Linked DNA regions of Hordeum vulgare: region 1 is linked to region 2. A link is a contact called in public Hi-C data. All regions are on one chromosome and are shown on one strand. The core of a region is the stretch at or near the end of the contact, and the rest is flanking DNA. Distances in the headings are between cores, read along the strand shown. Region 1 holds the start of LOC123451936 (protein PHOX1-like). Region 2 holds the start of LOC123397957 (carboxyl-terminal-processing peptidase 2, chloroplastic).

Region 1 (2,990 bases), core at 19-2,518, 250 kb after region 2:
GGAGGGAGGGGGCGCCTATATGTATGCCCCATTGTTTTTTAGTGTAAGTCAATTTTGCCAAGAGGCCGAGGCACCCTTCTTCCTTCTCCAGCCTAATACTTCTTCCTTCTTTATGAAGAACTAGCTCATTTTGTACAAACCAACTACGACTATGTGTTTTATTCCAAAAAAAACTTTGATCATGTGTCCGACAACCAAAATCGATGCTCACAAGTGGACCTAATCCCCCTTTTACATCATATTTGCGTCCTATCCAGTGGTGAAGCTTTAACCATTTCTTTGGACGGGGCAAAGCAACCGACTTAAGAAAATACCATTGTAATTTCGCTTTTGGGGCCCAGATTTAGCACCAGACTCTAACTGAATTCCTATTGAGCTAGGCGGGCCATGGCCAAGTTTGGCCCAACCATAGCTCCCCCCTTGGTGTCATCGATGCATACCGATATCACCACACACCCTCAACCCGCTCAAGGTGGTAGTACCCAACATCCACCAAGGTGCATTCGTTGATGCCGCAACTACGACGACGAGTAGCTCACGATGATGGTGTCACAAATAAGCCAACAAAGACGAAGGGACCGATAGAGGATATTTGTTTTATATTATCTTTTCTTCCGTGTGACACCTATATGTTCTTTTAGTGTGAGTCTATTTTGCCTCCTGGCCCGGTACCATTTTGTTCTCCTCCAGCCTAATCTTCTTCCTCCTTCCTCCTTCCGCCAACTCTCCTCCCATCCTATCCTCGCCGCCCCGAGCGGGCAATAAACAGGAAAAATAAAAACATGCGCCCGCAACCCTGTAACCCTAAACTTGTTTTGTGCGGAACTCAAATTTACGCACAGATTGTGAAATTAGAGAACATGTTTTTTTTAACACAAAAACATGTGCGGGGCTCGGCTTTTCATATGAGCTGAGAGCGCATACGGCCAGACGGACAATTCTTCGACAATTTTTTTTTTTTTTTTTTGAGAAACGACAACCTTTTTTTTTTTTTTCTTACTTACAAGAGGGGAGCTTAGGCGGAATGGGACAAGGACGCGGCACATACGGCCCAGCGCGACTAGGCTGTCCGTCCGGCACGAGATAGCGAGCACGGTCCCTCCCAGGCCGCCCGTCGGTCGGCCCACCGCCCCGCCGGCCATCGACAGCGACGTCGACGGAGGCTAGCAGCGCAAAGCCGCAAGCAAACCCTAATCTAATCCCCCTCCTCCTGACCCGACCCCCGGGGGAGGGACGGCGGCGCACGCGCGTTAGCTTAGCTACTAACTAATTTGGGCAAGTAATTACCGCCGCCTACCCACCGCACCGCACTGGCTCCTTTCCTTTCTCGCTGGCGGCCTCCCCGCTGTCGCCGCCACCACACGCTCCCTCCGTGACCGCGCGCACGCAACCCCACCGGACCAAACCCACCGGACCAAGCCAACCCCATTCCCCAGAACTCGGCCAAAAATCTCGTCTTTTTTGATTGAGGAGCCGGAAGAAGAAGAAGGGGGAAGAAGAATATTGTTCCCTCCGGGCGAAGAAAGAGGACGACGCGGCGGCGGGCGGCGAGCCGTTGTTCCTTTATTTGTCTCCACGCATCCCCTCCCCTCCCCTCCCCTCCACCCACAAATATTCCGCCCTCCCGCACCTGCTCCGTTCTTTTCTTCCACCCCGTGCGCTGCGTTCCTTTCCTCTGCCTCGGTCGACCCTGCTTTGACTTCAACTTGAAGCTGCCGTCTGCCCTCCTGCCTTCCTTCCTTTCTTCCTGGGATCGGGCAAGAAGAATTCCTCTGCCTTCTCCCGTCCGTCCACCGGATTTGGGTCCCGTCCCGTCGGAGGGTTCGAGGCGGCGCGGCGCGGCGGAGGATTTCGTCTGTTCCCGGCGGCGGATTCGGATTTGCGGGGTTCCGGATGGGGAAGCCGTCGCTGAAAAAGAAGCGGGCCTCCTCCGGCGCCGGCAAGGGCGGCGGGGGCGACCACCACGGGGGAAGCAAGCCGGGGGCGCTGGAGCGGTCGGGCTCCAAGGTGCTCGACGGGGACGAGACCATCTTCGCGGAGATGGCGCAGGAACTGCGGGAGGAGGGGAACAAGCTCTTCCAGCGCCGGGACTACGAGCGCGCCCTCCTCAACTACGAGAAGGCCGTCAGGCTGCTCCCGGCCTCCGCCGCCCTCGACGCCGCCTACCTCCACAGCAACCTCGCCGCCTGCTACATGCAGATGAGCCCCCCCGACCACTACCGCGCCATCAACGAGTGCAACCTCGCCCTCGACGCCGCGCCCAAATACTCCAAGGCGCTCCTCAAGCGGGCCCGCTGCTTCGAGGCGCTCGGCCGCCTCGACCTCGCCGCCCGGGACGTCGACAGGGTGCTGGCTGCCGAGCCCGGGAACCTCACCGCGCTCGACGTCGCCGACAGGGTCAGGCGGACCATGGAGGAGAAGGGGTTTGTGGTGGACGGGGAGGCCGTCATGCCCACGCCCGAGGAGGTGGTCGCCGCAGCGCCCAAGCAGCAGCAGAAGCCCAGGAAGAAGAAGGGCCGGAAGGCGTCTGCCAAGGCCGCGGCTGCCGCCGTGGAGGAGCAGGGGGAGGAGAAGGCGGCCGAGCCTGTCAAGGAGGCCGAGGAGCCGCCCAGGCAGGTCAAGCTCGTGTTTGGCGAGGACATCCGGTGGGCTCAGGTGCCGGCCAGCTGCGGCATGGCGCAGCTGCGCGAGGCTGTCCGCGGCAAGTTCCCGGGACTCAAGGCTGTTCTTGTCAAGTACAAGGACAGGGAGGGCGACCTTGTCACCATCACCAACCAGGACGAGCTCAAATGGGCCGAGGACTTGACTGAGCCGGGCAGCTCGCTTCGGCTGTATGTCACCGAAGCCAACCCGGAGCATGAGCCTTACCTTGAGGACGCAAGCAGCGGCCCGCTGGACAGGAATATGCACAACGCGTCGGACAATGGAAGTATCAGAAGCAACAGGCAGGACGAGGACAGGAGCACCGTGACTTACATTGATGATTGGAT
Region 2 (3,236 bases), core at 241-2,740:
AGGGCCAAAGACAGCTCAAACCTGCAGCATTTTGGTTAAATGTTGTTAGTTTGATGTAACCGATCTTTGAGCTGTCCTCTGAACCTGGAATCTCACACATCCTTGACCTTACCGGGTTTAAAGTATATCTTTCTCTCCTGGCATATATCAAATTAAGATGAATGAGCAACAGCCACTCTTTAGTCTTCAGTAAAAGAACTGAGTAATTCTTCTGAAGGAACTAGAAAAGAATGGTGTGCAGGAGTTTACTTCAAAACAACATGTCTGGTATCAGCTCCACTGAGAATAGTCAAATCTATTGAGCTTCCTTCGGGACCCCTAGCAAGAATTGGCGCAAGATTGTTAGCCACTAAATATTAGGTATGCAACATTCAAGTATAGACAAGCATCTTCCACTAACACTGCATTTGACAGTAATTTATTTGTAATAGCCAGGTCTTACTGTAAGCGATCTGCTGCGTCATATATGTCCATGTCTTGCGCGCTTGTATCGTCAATTGCCAAAATAACGTCTCCAGACACGATGCCCGCCTTTTCTGCAGGACCCCCTGGGGCAGCTGACATTACAGAGAGCCCTGCAGGCGATCCATTAATTGCCAACGGGTAGCCAATCGACAAACCTACACCCGTGAGAGCACCTTGCGTGCCAGACTTACTTCAGGAAAGGCAATGGCATGCATCAGAAAGCAGATCATACTATTTTAAGTGGGCAGTAACCAGAGTTTGTGTGAGCATCATACCCGCAAACTCTTGAATTTCTCGGGTTCCAATAACCGAGTGAACGGATCATCCAAGGTTGCAAGCATCTTCTTTATCGCAGCATCTGAAATACAGTCCGGGGTAAGCAAATTCAACCACACAGCATAAAAACGCAGCATCTCTCATATGTGTACAAACCAATGGTCTCTTTAAGCGGTTCACTGTGTTTATGTTTACAAACGAAATTCAGTTTCAACAACCGAGAGGTAGCATAAAATAGGTGCTTCTGATCGAATCATCGAATTTTGTTCTACTTTGTAGAAATGTGAAGTGACATGTGAAGACTTGCATAAGTGCAGGCCGGATAAATAAACTTGTTTTATTTTCGCTAGGGAGGCAGTGTTCTAAGTGGATAGCAAGAAGGGTTTGCACAGTTATTAGGGCCATACATGTCTCCTGCCGCGTGTTCATGGGGTCGTCGCGGAGGGCGCGCTCGCGGTACCTGAACCAGCTCTGCCCGTTGAAGGACTTGTCGTAGTAGGCGCGGTCGACCGCGCGCCACGCCTCCAGGAACAGCAGGTTCTCCTCCGTGAGCGCGGACGCTGCTCGGGGCCAAAACCATGGGAGAGGGAAAAGGAAAACGCGAGTCAGCTACGAGTAGAATCGAAGCGCGGGACAGTCTGAAGTCTGAAGCGCTGGGTTAATTACATGGGGGCGGCGCCCTGCAGTAGGCGGGCGCGGAGAGGGACACGGCGAGCGCCATCCCCACGACCGCGCGGCGGCCGAGTCCGGCAGCAGCGGCGTCCGTCGCCGCCGGGCTGGCCCGCGCCACCGTGGAGCCCCGTAGGACCCGGTCGACCTGTCTGGATCGGAGACCGAGGGAGGAGGAGACGTGCCGGGGGGAGGCCGGGCGGGACGGGGCCGCGTGCGGGCGGCGCACCGGGAGGAGCATGGGGGCGCCGGCACGGCTCCGGTGGGAGGGGCGCGCGAGAGGTGGAGGAGGTGAGCTCGAGGAGAGGCGAGGAGAGGAGAGGGACAGTGTGTGTGTGTGGAGGAGAAGAACGCGGCAGCTTCAGGAGGATGCAGCCGAGCACGCACAGGGCCGCCCTTTGGGCAGTGGCCCAGAGATAACGACGGAGCCCAGATGTCTTTGGGCTGTGGCCCAAAGACATAGGGCGACTCTATGTCTGGCTTTAAGCAACCACGCGAAATCAATATACTTTTGAAAGATCACTTCCATCTTTCTATGTTGCGACAAGTGCAACACTGCATGTGTGTCATTTGTTGTAATCTGAAGTTTCTTTTTCATAGATCCGTACTTTTAAAAAGTTTTATTTTCTAAACCGGACGTCCAAATTTCGAACAGAATCGTAGAACACAAAACACTCGGCTACCTTGAAGTTCTAGCAAAATCGTAGAGCACAAAGCATTGAAAAATGAACAAGAATTATCAAAGAATTGATTCCGATGTTAATAGGATTATACTCTGATGCGTCCTTCATCTTTGAAACCCGAGCAAACTAGTGCAGGCGTGATCCTTAACTAGAGATCACGCGGGCCACGTAGCACTGTCTGTCTGTCTGTCGATGCCGGAGTGTTTGGTGATTATGTGTTGACTGCAGACGTGCCTCCCCAGCTGAAAACGAGCCTCTACTGTGATTGTCAGGGCCGTCCCTGAGGGGGGGGGGGGGCAGGGGGGCGGCCGCCCCGGGCCCCCAGAAATTAGGGGCCCCCTGCGAGGTATGAACGTAACACACGGTGCATGCCACTAGGACGCCGATAGACACTTTTGATCTCGATGCAGTGTTGCATATGCGTGGATAGCCCATGAGCGTATGTCGTCCTGTTTTCCTATCTTCCTCCAACCGCGTGAATAACGGCAACTAGGCCTACAATATACCTTAATGACCCAAGTAATTTTGTCATCAGGATCGTTGGGCCTGGCCCAAGTAGTAGAGGCTACCTCGTTGCAGCAGCGCCGATTCGATCAACATAACCAACACATCCATAGGACACATGACCTAGCATGCGCCGCCTTTTCGCCTTGAGTCCAGCTCGTCGATAGATGAACTAGGGACGCAGCCACAGCCCGACGACACACCGACGCCGCGTGTTATCTATGGATGCGACTGTTTGCCGACTGGTCAACTCTTCTATGGTAAGTATCACTAACTGTTTGTTTTATGATTTTTTTATGGGGGTGTTCTGTTTTATGATAATGGTGTTCTTTGCTGTTGATCCTAAATAGATCAATAACGAAGAGTAATGTTCTGAATCCTGATCCTGACGACTATCTTTTAGATGGGCTGTGCAGTGCCAATATAGATGGGTAATTAACTTTTGGTTTACTAATTGCACAACTAGGGAACAAACTAAGGAACTATAACTTTGTGCTAACGCTGTTCATTTTTCTTTTGGAAGATGTGAAAAATATACTTCCTAGATCATTTGTAGGTGTGCTGATCAATCTTAAGTCCTCTCGTACTACTATTTAGAATGACAGTTTTAACATTAATCAGTCCAAGAACATACCATTA

The links. Hi-C and Micro-C count contacts between places; a contact is called where the count stands out from the background.
Region 1: a Hi-C map of seedling shows a contact between it and region 2, with 2.7 times the contacts expected there. The contact joins the promoter of LOC123451936 here to the promoter of LOC123397957 in region 2. A contact is called at or near these places in 3 of 6 Hi-C or Micro-C datasets (leaf and seedling).

What each region holds. Positions count from the first base shown.
Region 1 is chr5H:513,744,280-513,747,269 of MorexV3_pseudomolecules_assembly, forward strand. LOC123451936 (protein PHOX1-like) reads left to right here and starts at 1,269. Exons shown (of 3, transcript XR_006632535.1): 1 at 1,269-2,990.
Region 2 is chr5H:513,496,823-513,500,058 of MorexV3_pseudomolecules_assembly, forward strand. LOC123397957 (carboxyl-terminal-processing peptidase 2, chloroplastic) reads right to left here and starts at 1,491. Exons shown (of 12, transcript XM_045092466.1): 1 at 1,408-1,491; 2 at 1,149-1,301; 3 at 741-823; 4 at 443-651; 5 at 250-318; 6 at 22-137. The coding sequence starts at 1,462.